2 separate regions of the Mus musculus genome follow, and region 2 is linked to region 1. A link is a contact called in public Micro-C data. All regions are on one chromosome and are shown on one strand. Each heading gives the region's core, a stretch centred on a gene start, on an enhancer-like site or on the middle of the called end of the contact. The rest is flanking DNA. Distances are from core to core; before and after follow the strand shown.

Region 1 (5,443 bases), core at 2,907-5,406:
GTGGTTGTCAAAAGTCATAGAAATGCATGTAGAACAATTGGATTTTTATCATCTGTAATTTTAAAAACAAAACAATAAACCACCACCAGCACACCATCTCGTGTCTGAGAGGGTTAACGTATTTCCACGGCCATGTGAAATACAGGAAAGATTTGTGTAATCCCTTATCTATTTTGAAGTCATTTTCCACTTGATTCATATTTAAACTTTCAGGAAGCCAAAAATGGAATAAACAATGAGGCCGTCTCTCTGGCTACATGCAGAAAGCTTTCCAAAACTGAATCCTGTGTTTCTCATGCCTGATGCATGTTTTATCGGGATCAACTTGCCCTCAAAGGACTCCACTGAGAAACGGGGTTTCAAAGTAAGGTCACTGAAGCTGAGAGAGACTCACTGGCTCCAGGACATAGCTGCCGGTCTGTGCACACGTATGTGCATGTGTGCTTTATTTATAAGAAGCCAAGTCAATGTGACAGACCAGTGAAAGCATGACAAACTGGCTGTGTCCCAAAACCTAGGGGTTTTCATAGTTAGGATAGTGTTTGAAATACCTGTCCAGAGGTGTCTACCCTGAGCCTCAAGACTCATCCCTGACATCCCTGAACCAGGCAAGGCAGAGTGGCGAGCGTGGGTGGTTTCTGTGATGCAGGCTGTGTGCATTCCTGTGACACCAGGAAGAGCTTTGCTACTTGTGAAATGCCTCGTCTAGGCTAGCACATTCGGGATGGATGCTCCATTGCAATGGTGCCTAGCAGGGACTGCACTCTTTCCTTTTGAAGTCACATCACCTGCTTCCTCTTAACCCTGTGATGGGTCTTACTGATTCTTATAGGCAAGCATAGTGTCCCAAAAACTTAGCTTAAGAGACCTTTGATCTATCCTGATGCACAAATTATTTTATGTTTTTCTGTAAGAGTTTCATGGGGTTTGTTTTACTTTTAAGTCTTTAATCTGTCTTTCCTTTTTATTTTGTTTATGGGCTGGATAGTTTTATGTCAACTTGACACAAGCTAAGGTCGTTTGGAAAGAGGGAACCGCAATTGAGAAAGCGCCTCTATCAGGCTGGCCTTTAGGGCATTTTCTTGATTAATGATTGATGTAGGAAGTCCATCCCACTGGAAACAGTGCCAGTCTTGGGTACTCGGTCCTCTCCTGTATAAGATGCAGGCTGAGTAAGATGGAGGGGAGTAAGCCAGCAAGTAGCTCTCCTTCATAGTTCTGTTTCTTTTCCTGCTCCAGGTTTCTGCCTTCAATTCCTGTCTTGATTTCCCTCAGTAATGAAGTATAAGCCAAATAACCTTTTCTCCCATGTTGCTTTTCATTAGTGTTGTTAAAGATTTGTTTCTAGTTGATGTGTATAAGTGTTTGCCTGTATGTATGTGTGTATGTGTAGCACACACACACTGCACCAGGCTAGAAGGGGCATTGGAGCCCCAGCAACTGTAGGCCCAGACAGTTGTGAGCCAGCATGTTGGTAAGAAAACCAGGCCCTCTGGGAGAGCAGGGAGTGTCCTCCTGACCACAGAGCCATCCATCTCTTCAGCCCTTCACCCTGTGTATCCCAGCAACTGAAACCAAACTAGGACATCACACAATTGCTAATTGAGGTATAATTCACATACCACAACATTTAAAAAGCGTGCAGGTTTTTTTTTGTTTGTTTGTTTTGGATTTTTTTTTGGGTTTTTTTGTTGTTGTTGTTTTACTAGTTTGTAGTATTTTCACAAAGTTGTGCATTTGCTGTCATCATCCAGTTCCAGGACATGTTTGTCAGCTCTGACAGAAATCCTGCACCCATTATCAGTTGCTCCCATTCCTGTCCCTCCCAATCCTGCAGCCACTGTCTACGGTTTCTATATAGATTTTCCTGCTTCGGACATGTCATATAAATAAAACCATGTGGTATTTGGTCATTTATGTCTCACTTTCGCTTACTGTAATGTTTTACCATGTTGTAGCATGAGCCTGTACTTTATTGTCTTCTGTGGTGGCATAAAAGTAACTAGTTTATCTGGAACCTTTCTGAAGAGCCACCTACATGTTTTCCCAGGGAGCCATAGTGATGTACGGGGAGTGTTGCGTCTCCAGCAGCAGCATGACTAGTTGTCACGGCTCCACATGGACACCATCAGGTTTTTAGTACAGTTGTACTCTGCGGTACAAACGTGACATCCCTGGGGTTTTGGTTTGTGCCTACCTAGTGACCAGTGATGCTGGGTATCTTGTATGTGTTCATTGGCCATCTATAAACCTTCTTTGGAGTGATGTCTCTTCCCACCTTTTGCTCCTGTTTTAATTGACTTCTTTGTCTCTTTGTTGTTAAATTGTAACATAACTGGCTTCAGTTTTTTAGTATATGTCATGAGGTCAGAATTAGTCAAGGTTTGTTTTGGTTTTGTCCTGGAGTTTTTTTTTTTTACTCAACATAGTCTAGCAAACTGTTTCCCTTTGTCAGGCTTAATACCTTTGTTAAAATTCAAATGCTCTTACACCACAGAGTAACCACAGATTTCTTTGTTCAGATTTAGAAGTGTAATACATAACTTCTTTTCTTCTCATCAGTGAAGCCAGGATGGCCTGGGTTCCTGTTCTGCTCTGTGTGTGTGTGTGTGTGTGTGTGTGTGTGTGTGTGTGTGTGTGTGTAGAGGTGGGGGGACACCTCATATGATGTTTTGCATGTCCCTTCCCAAATTGAATTGCCACGGTGTCTATATTTGAGAGACAGGGATTTAGAAGTGATGTGGCTAAGGATGGATTAAGGCCGTTACTGCAGGAGTAGCTTTGTTGTAAAATCTCTCCCATCCATCTCTTCAGTCCTCCTGTTTTCTGCCATGGGTTTATGCAGCTCTGAGAGAGTCCTTCACTGAACCGATGGGCCTGGATTTTGAAGCCCCCAAAACTCTAAGTTGACGCCTTTATACTCATTTAGCCAGTGATAATCTATGTTAACAGCAACAACAGCCAGTGCAGGCCATCTCAGTGGATTTATGGCTCCTTTCCTAGAGCCGGGGCAGGAGGTGGGAGTGTCTGCTCCACAGTCCTTGCTCAGTGGCAACATTCCTGTTCCCAGCACATCTACCATTTCACCCATCAGGACCATCCTGGGTCCTCCCTGTTGCAGAGACTCTTTGTACTACCTGCACATCATTTGTGTGCTTCTCAACAACAGATAGAACATTCATGAGCGGACCTGAGCTCCCCTGATGCTCTGGTGTGGCCTGCTACCTGAAAATGCAGAGGCTTGCTGTTGCCTCTTCTGCCCCCAGTTTCCTCTCGGGCATGAGATAGCCCTTATGAACATCATTCCATATTGGGGTGGAATTTCCAGAGCTTGGGGGAACCCAAGGATCTTCTTAGGGATGCAGCTGCACTCCCTCGCTTTTCTGCTGTCCTCTTTCCTTCTCTAAGTAGCTCTGAATGACTGTCCCAGTCAGAAGTCAGTTTCAGTTTTCTGCTGACGTTGTCCCCAGAGGGTAAGCATTGACTGCCCTGATTGCTTCCTGGGTTAGGGTGACAAGAATGACAAGGAATGAGAAGAACCTTGCTATCTGGAAACATCATTGCAGAAGAGATAAAAGTCACCAAGGGCATTCTGTTTGGTTTATGGGTAGCTCTTTTTCGATATTTAAGTCTAACATCACTTTACTCCAGCATGGATTTCATATGCATATGCAGACGATTCTGGAAGAGACGTCTGTGAAGGTTTATCTTATATCGATATAGATTGAAACAATGATGTGAATATGGAATATAAAATGCTTTTCCTTATGTCTAAACTATCCTTAACTGTGCCCTGAGCCTCTCACTAGCTAATGATGGAGGATATTCATTCTAACAGTTTATTCTAATATGTTTCATATAGTAGCTCCTTACTATACAGGAAAAGTGATCACTTGATGTTAGAAAAGCAGGCACAGTGCACAGCTTATCTTTAACACTCAGGTCTTTCTTCATCCATTCTTCAGTGAGAGAGTGGCCTGCATTCTGGTGCAGATTTTAGCCTGCTCAGAGACTGGACGCCACCCATATCAGTAGAATTGAGTGTGAGACTTTTCAGTCCCTGCGCTCATCTCTGATAGGCTGGACTCTGTGAGCCTGTTGTGACTACACAGGGACATTTGTTTTGCTTTAGCAGATTGTTTGGTCTTGCTTTCGTCCTGGTTCATGGCCGTTCACATGCCTCTACTTCCTGCCTTGTTAACCTACTCTGCCTTTGCTGGGCACAGAGTCCAGCCCAATTCTCACCTCTTTTTTTTTTTTTTTTTTTTTTCTCCAGTCATCCTCATTAAAGTGGCTCTTGTGCTTGCTTGGGATTTCCTGCATCACCAAAGCTCACCATCACTCCTGCTGTGCTGGCCCAAGGGCTGCCTCTGGCCACATGAAAGTCTAGTATTCTGGGGACTCAGAGAGTTTTCTTTTCCTTTGGCCTTGGAGCAAGAGTCATCTGCACATCTAAAGACAATCTTTTTCTTGCACTCAGCATCTCAAATTTTTAACCAGACTGCTTCATGTTTGGGCTTATGGAGTTTTTTTTGTCTACCATTGAGTGTTTCCTCCTCTGTTCTTCGGACAGAAGTGCTGGCCAGTTCTTATAATGTTTGTCTGCCTGTCCTGATGCTGGACACCAACCACCAGTGGGATCCTTTAGCATCTGGCAAAGCTTCAGAGAAGGGCTCCGGGGAAATGGAACTGCCCGGGAAGTGGAACTGCCGGGCCCCTTAGTTCAGGTCTCACTGACTTTTCTAAGTCTCTAAAGAGAGTCAGGAAGATGCTGATATTAAGAGTGCTAGTTAACAGCAACTCTGCAGGTTTTGACACATGTAACTAATATTGCATATTTGGAAATACAAAAGCAAAATAGCCAATGCTTACCTAAACGGAATATTCTAGCTTTCTCTGATTTAGCAATCTCCGAGACTCACTGGCCTCTGCATTTTCCCTACCACATATGTAGTAATACATCTATTATTTTGAACCACAAGTCTCTTTTCCTGTCTGTTCATAGGATTTTCAGTTACTTGCTGCTGTCCTGAGCTTGCCAAACCTTCGAGTGCTTCTGCAGTAATTAGCTTATTGTTTCTCAGTTTGGTATTACTGAAAGACTAAGCTGCAGACTCGTGGAGAATTACCTGACCGTCAAGAATGGTTTTTAGGTTTGGGAGAGGAGTTAAATGATTGGTCAGTAAACACTAACACTCCCGAGGGGCCCCCAGATGTAGTTTGCCTGCAAGTTTGTAAAAAGGATAAAAAAAATTTTTTTTAAATAAAGAATTTAAAGTTGAGCATTTTCTGTAAGAGCAAACTATAAGAAAGACAGAAGATTTTACAGGTTTTATTTTTGTTTTTGTTTTTTCTAGAATACATACTTGGTCCTTCTGCTTAGTATAATAGCCACTCGGTCCTTCTGAACTGCTTCTCAGAGGACCTGGAGAACAAAGATTAA
Region 2 (5,389 bases), core at 1,087-3,586, 100 kb after region 1:
GTCGGCATTTTGGGAGGCAGTGGACCTGTTTTTAGGAAGTAAATTACTGGGAATATGACTGTGAGGAGCATCTTGACCCAAGTGTGTGCATATCCCTCCTTCCCTCTCTCCCTCTCCCTTTACCTCCTCCCTTCCACCCCCATCTTCTTCCTAGTTGCTGTGAGGCAAGCCATCCTGCACCCTCGCACTCAGCTGCAATGAGTTTCTGTCTCACCATAGGCCCAGAAACAATGGAGTCGGCCAGACATGGAGTAAAACCTCTGAAATGACATCTTCCTTCCTTTAAACTGACTCTGTCAGACACTGGTCAGAGCAGTGAAATAGTTGGCTGGTGCATGCCCCCTGCTTTGTTGTAGGTATCTGTTAGCGGTCAGCCACTTAGAAGCTGGGATCCCTCAAAGCCATGAATATCAGAAGGCAGCAATCCAGAGGACTCACTTGGGGACTGGGGACTCGTCCCATCAGCTCTCCAGTCTGCCTTTGTACTTTCCCCATCTTCTAGCTCAGGGTACAGCTATGGAAAGGACAAGCCCCTGCTCCCATCCTTTCTTGTGTTACTAAGAAAAATGACCTTCAATCATAACAGTTCACGAAACTCGGCAGTGTGAGCAACGACCTCTTCTAAAGCAGCCACGCCAACGCTAAAGCGCCGGGTGGACAGCAGCAAGGGTCAAATAGAGGTCACTTCCCGAAGTCTGGGCCGGAGAGGAACACTTCCCATTTCCAGCAAAACAGGACTTGAAGCTGGGAGCTGTAACCCTGATGAGCCTTCAGCAAAACTCAAAAAAAAATGGTACCCCAAAGTATTGTGCCTTGGTATGCTGATTACTTTGAGCTGAAGTGAGGGGCTCCATCCAAAGCAGGGCATCTCTGACCCCTTTCTTCCTCTGCTGGCTTCTGCCTTCCATCTCTTAATGATCTGATGCTTTCTGTCCAGCTGAATTTGTATGCAGCTGCCCAGCCTTCATCAAGCTTAACCGTAAGCATGAACAACTTTCTGTGAGCCTTGGGGTCTTGTTTCTGAAGACCCCGAGAAACTGCATTTAAAGCGATTTGCTGTGCTTTTCTCTCTTATCTGCCTCTTGCTATTGTTGTGGGTGTTGTTCCTTGAAGACTCGGGGCTAAATCACTATCTTATCACAGGACTGAGCCTGGCTCAGATGGTCCCAGGTCAAACCAGTGTCAGTAAGTTCCCCTTGGGCTCTCCGGTCGAGCCTTCTAAGGTTTTCCTGGCTCTGTGATTGAACACACTCCCCTCTGCTGAGCTCCTGTGAACTCCCTGCTGGCTCCCTTCAGTCCTTATCTCCATCTTGCCCGGGACAAGCTACACATGGAAGGCTTATCTCCTTTCTTTGGGATAGCAAACCTGCCTTTTCCAGTGGTTGACATCTAAGCTCCAAAGAGTGCTTGGGAAAGTAAAAGTTATCATAACTTAATGTTGACTGGGGAACTCCTCCCCACCCCCATTTTAAACAAGATATGCCTACACACATACTCTGCCCTTATTAGACCAGTTCTTCCCCAGGCACCACCTCATCTCCCCTCTGGTCCTGCTGATTTTCCAACGCTGTAAGTAATACAGAAACATAATGCAGAACACAGGTACTTGGATGAGGCAGGCAGTGAAGTTCAAGAGCTGTTCTCTCTCCCTCTCCCTCTTTCTCTGTCTATCTGTCTGTCTGTCTGTCTTTCACTCAGAAGAATCTGGTAGAAACTGGAGCAGTCACCTGCAAAGGAGAGTGAACTGACAGAGGACACAACGCGCTCTTCAAAGGAAGGCAATATGAATATCAAAGGTAGAAGAAAGGCTCTCAGGAAACTCATAAAACACTTGGATATTTTTTGGCAGAAATATTTCTCTTTATCTTCCAGTCTTTGAATGTAAAATGAAGGAAGACATACTGCGTATCACACAATAGCATCAAACAGCTAATACCCCAAATATGGGCTCATTTTCAAGGCTAAGAATGAATATACCATTGTGCATCTCACACCCACTTTATAAAGTAGATAAAAATTATTTTTTTATGATTCATAGCTCTGTTTGAAGAGGAAGTTTCCCTGTGATTCACTAGCATTTCAGATGGCCTTGGATGGCGGGGTAAAGCGTGCCAGACTGAAGGCAGATCCAAGGAAGGATAAGAAAAAGGCTAGGTGGCAGCAACAACCAACTGGAAGTGGACTGGAACACTCACCCTGTTGTCTCAGGTGTCTGCTGCAGCTTCAAAGTGGACACACAAGAGCATTCTGAAGAGATGAGCTGAAGGAAGCTCACTTGCTCACTAAGGAGGGGTGAGAAGCGGGAGGACTACGGGAGAGCAAGCTCTGGGCTGGACGCTGAGAAAGGGAACCAGCTCAGCTTATCGCCTCTTGATAACAAAGATGCCCTCACGCAGATCAACCAAAGAGCCCAACACTTGGGGATTCATACAGGAAGGATTGACTAATCGGCATCATGCTTTCTAGGCAGGAGACTATGGAGAGGTACAAACGTGTGGGCCTGGATAGGGATAATGCAGAAGTGAATGGGGGAGGTGAATCTCCCCCATCCTCCCCATTTGGTATTTGGATTTCAGGGGTCTCTGAAGGTGGGAGGCAGGATAAGGCAGGATAAGGGGTGATTGGGACTCGGGGTAGCAGATTGTCCCCCAGCCATTAGCCCAAGTCAGCCCCTGAGTCCGTATTCTTTACACGACTGGGATGCTCATATCCCCCCAAAAATGCAATGAATTAAGAGCCAGGACTTTAGGAGGTTCTGTGCTTCCAGGGCTAGCCTCATGTGTCACATGAATGCCTTGTCAAAGAGCTGAGGGAAGAACTTAGGACTGTTTGTCCTTCTGTACCTCAGCCATGTGAAGACACTTGTCCCCTCCCAAAGAGACAAAAAGGACCCAGCCTTCACCAGACTCTGACCCGCCTGCCTGAATCTTAGACTTCTACCCTCTAAAAGCATAAACTTCTGTTCCTTATGATTTACTCAAGCGCCAGTCTTTTGTTATACCAAAAAGAGGCAAAACCATAGTTGGATGCCTTGTGGGAATTCAAACATCAATTAGTTCTTTTCTCTCTTAGCAATCTCTCTGCCCATTAGCAATTGCCAGCTTCAATTTGGCTGACCAATGTTCAATTATCAATCATTCACAGATCTGTTGCCAAAAATGATGCTGACCAAATCCAGGTCTATATTAGAGGTACATGGTGCCAGCTCCCAGACAGATCCAAGAACAATTCCCTAACTTAACAGGGATCAACTCTCATGACTTATGATGACAACTCTTGACTGTAAATTTCTTTACGTGTCTGATAGTCAGATAGTCACTCACCTCCCAAAGGAATTGGGATGGGAGCCAAAAGCTATTGTTCTGCCGGTCCTGTATGGACGATCTCATGGTTGCTTGGTCATGGTAGTTTTCTGGACTTTCCAGAGTAAAAAAGTTAGTACCGTTAACATAAACCAAAGGGTCTCTATGGGTTTATCTGTTCATGATATAAAAGGGAGAAAGTTTGGGGCTCAGAGCTGAACAAAGAATTCTCACCTGAGGAATACCGAATGGCTGAGAAGCACCTGAAAAATTGTTCAACATCCTTAATCATCAGGGAAATGCAAATCAAAACAACCCTGAGATTCCACTTCACTCCAGTCAGAATGGCTAAGATCAAAAATTCAGGTGACAGCAGATGCTGGCTAGGATGTGGAGAAAGAGGAACACTCCTCCATTGTTGGTGGGATTGCAAGCTTGTACAACCACTCTGGAAATCAGTCTGGCGATTCCTTAGAAAATTGGACATAGTACTACCGGAGGATCCCACAATACCTCTCCTGGGCATATATCCAGAAGATGTCCCAACCGGTAAGTAGGACACATGCTCCACTATGTTCATAGCAGCCTTATTTATAATAGCCAGAAGCTGGAAAGAACCCAGATGCCCCTCAACAGAGGAATGGATACAGAAAATGTGGTACATTTACACATGGAGTACTACTCAGCTATTAAAAAAATGAATTTATGAAATTCCTAGGCAAATGGATGGACCTGGAGGGCATCATCCTGAGTGAGGTAACCCAATCACAAAGGAACTCGCACAATATGTACTCACTGATAAGTGGATATTAGCCCAGAAACTTAGGATACCCAAAATATAAGATACAATTTGCTAAACGCATGAAATTCAAGAAGAACGAAGACCAAAGTGTGGACACTTTGCCCCTTCTTAGAAATGGGAACAAAACACCCATGGAAGGAGTTACAGAGACAAAATTTGGAGCTGTGACGAAAGGATGGACCATCTAGTGATTGCCATATGCAGGGATCCATCCCATAATCAGCTTCCAAATGCTGACAGCATTGCATACACTAGCAAGATTTTGCTGAAAGGACCCAGATATAGCTGTCTCTTGTGAGACTATGCCAGGGCCTAGCAAACACAGAAGTGGATGATCACAGTCAGATATTGGATGGGTCACATGGCCCCCAATGGAGGAGCTAGAGAAATTACCCAAGGATCTAAAGGGAACTGCAACCTTATAGGTGGAACAACAATATGAACTAACCAGTACCCCGGAGCTCTTGTCTCTAGCTGCATATGTATCAAAAGATGGCCTAGTTGGCCATCACTGCAAAGAGAGGCCCATTGGACTTGCTAACTTTATATGCCCCAGTACAGGGGAACCCCAGGGCCAAAAAGGGGGAGTGGGTGGGTAGGGGATTGGGGGGTGGGTATGGGGGACCTTTGGGATAGCATTGAAAATGTAAACGAGGAAAATACCTAATAAAAAATAAATTAAAAAAAAAGGGAGAAAGTTGGGGTTAAATGTTACATAAAGACAGAAAATTTCACTGGATCAGGAAAGCATGCCATGACTATCAAACCAGGTGACATTTTTCTGCTTGTGTTCAAGTCATCTTAAATACTACTCAGAAAAGACTTTAAAAATGCCATGAACAGGGGCTGGAGAAATGGCTCAGCGGTTAAGAGTACCAACTGCTCTTACAGAGGTCCTGAGTTCAATTTCCAGCAAACACATCATAACCATCAGATACACTCTTCCAGTGTGTCTGGAGAGAGTGACAGTGTACTCACATACATAAAATAAATAAATCTTTTTTTAAAAAAATGCCATGAACAAAGGCGACCCCATTCAAATAAAAGATGCTCTCCAGACAGGCATTTCTTCAGGTTATATACACGTTCTAATGTGACCATTTAAATGTTTGTTATTCCTGGACGTGGGAAGTATCCCTGTAATCCCTACACTCAAGAGGCTGAAGCAAGAGGATCATGAGCTCAAAGCCAGCATAAACTACATCGTGAAATCATGCCTCAGAAAGAAATAGAAGGAGGCTTATCATTTTATGGCCATAACCTAGACAGACTTTCATGAGGGGCT

Evidence for each region. Hi-C and Micro-C count contacts between places; a contact is called where the count stands out from the background.
Region 2: a contact with region 1 is called in a Micro-C map of granulosa cells, with 2.6 times the contacts expected there. The contact joins two enhancer-like sites. A contact is called at or near these places in 5 of 484 Hi-C or Micro-C datasets (granulosa cells, nephron progenitors, pre-hematopoietic stem cells and 1 more) and 1 of 115 datasets of contacts at active chromatin or transcription factors (embryonic stem cells).

Annotation. Positions count from the first base shown.
Region 1 is chr13:93,846,710-93,852,152 of GRCm38.p6, forward strand. All of the region lies in intron 4 of Arsb (arylsulfatase B), which reads left to right. Among named protein-coding and RNA genes, the nearest start is that of Mir5624, 59 kb to the left of the region's middle. Within about 2 kb of position 4,157, at least 6 of the 459 cell types and tissues checked have an H3K27ac peak or open chromatin away from gene starts, as enhancers often do. A contact at or near this core is called in granulosa cells, where this site is marked.
Region 2 is chr13:93,950,530-93,955,918 of GRCm38.p6, forward strand. No RefSeq gene overlaps it. Among named protein-coding and RNA genes, the nearest start is that of Lhfpl2, 100 kb to the right of the region's middle. Within about 2 kb of position 2,337, at least 12 of the 459 cell types and tissues checked have an H3K27ac peak or open chromatin away from gene starts, as enhancers often do. A contact at or near this core is called in granulosa cells, where this site is marked.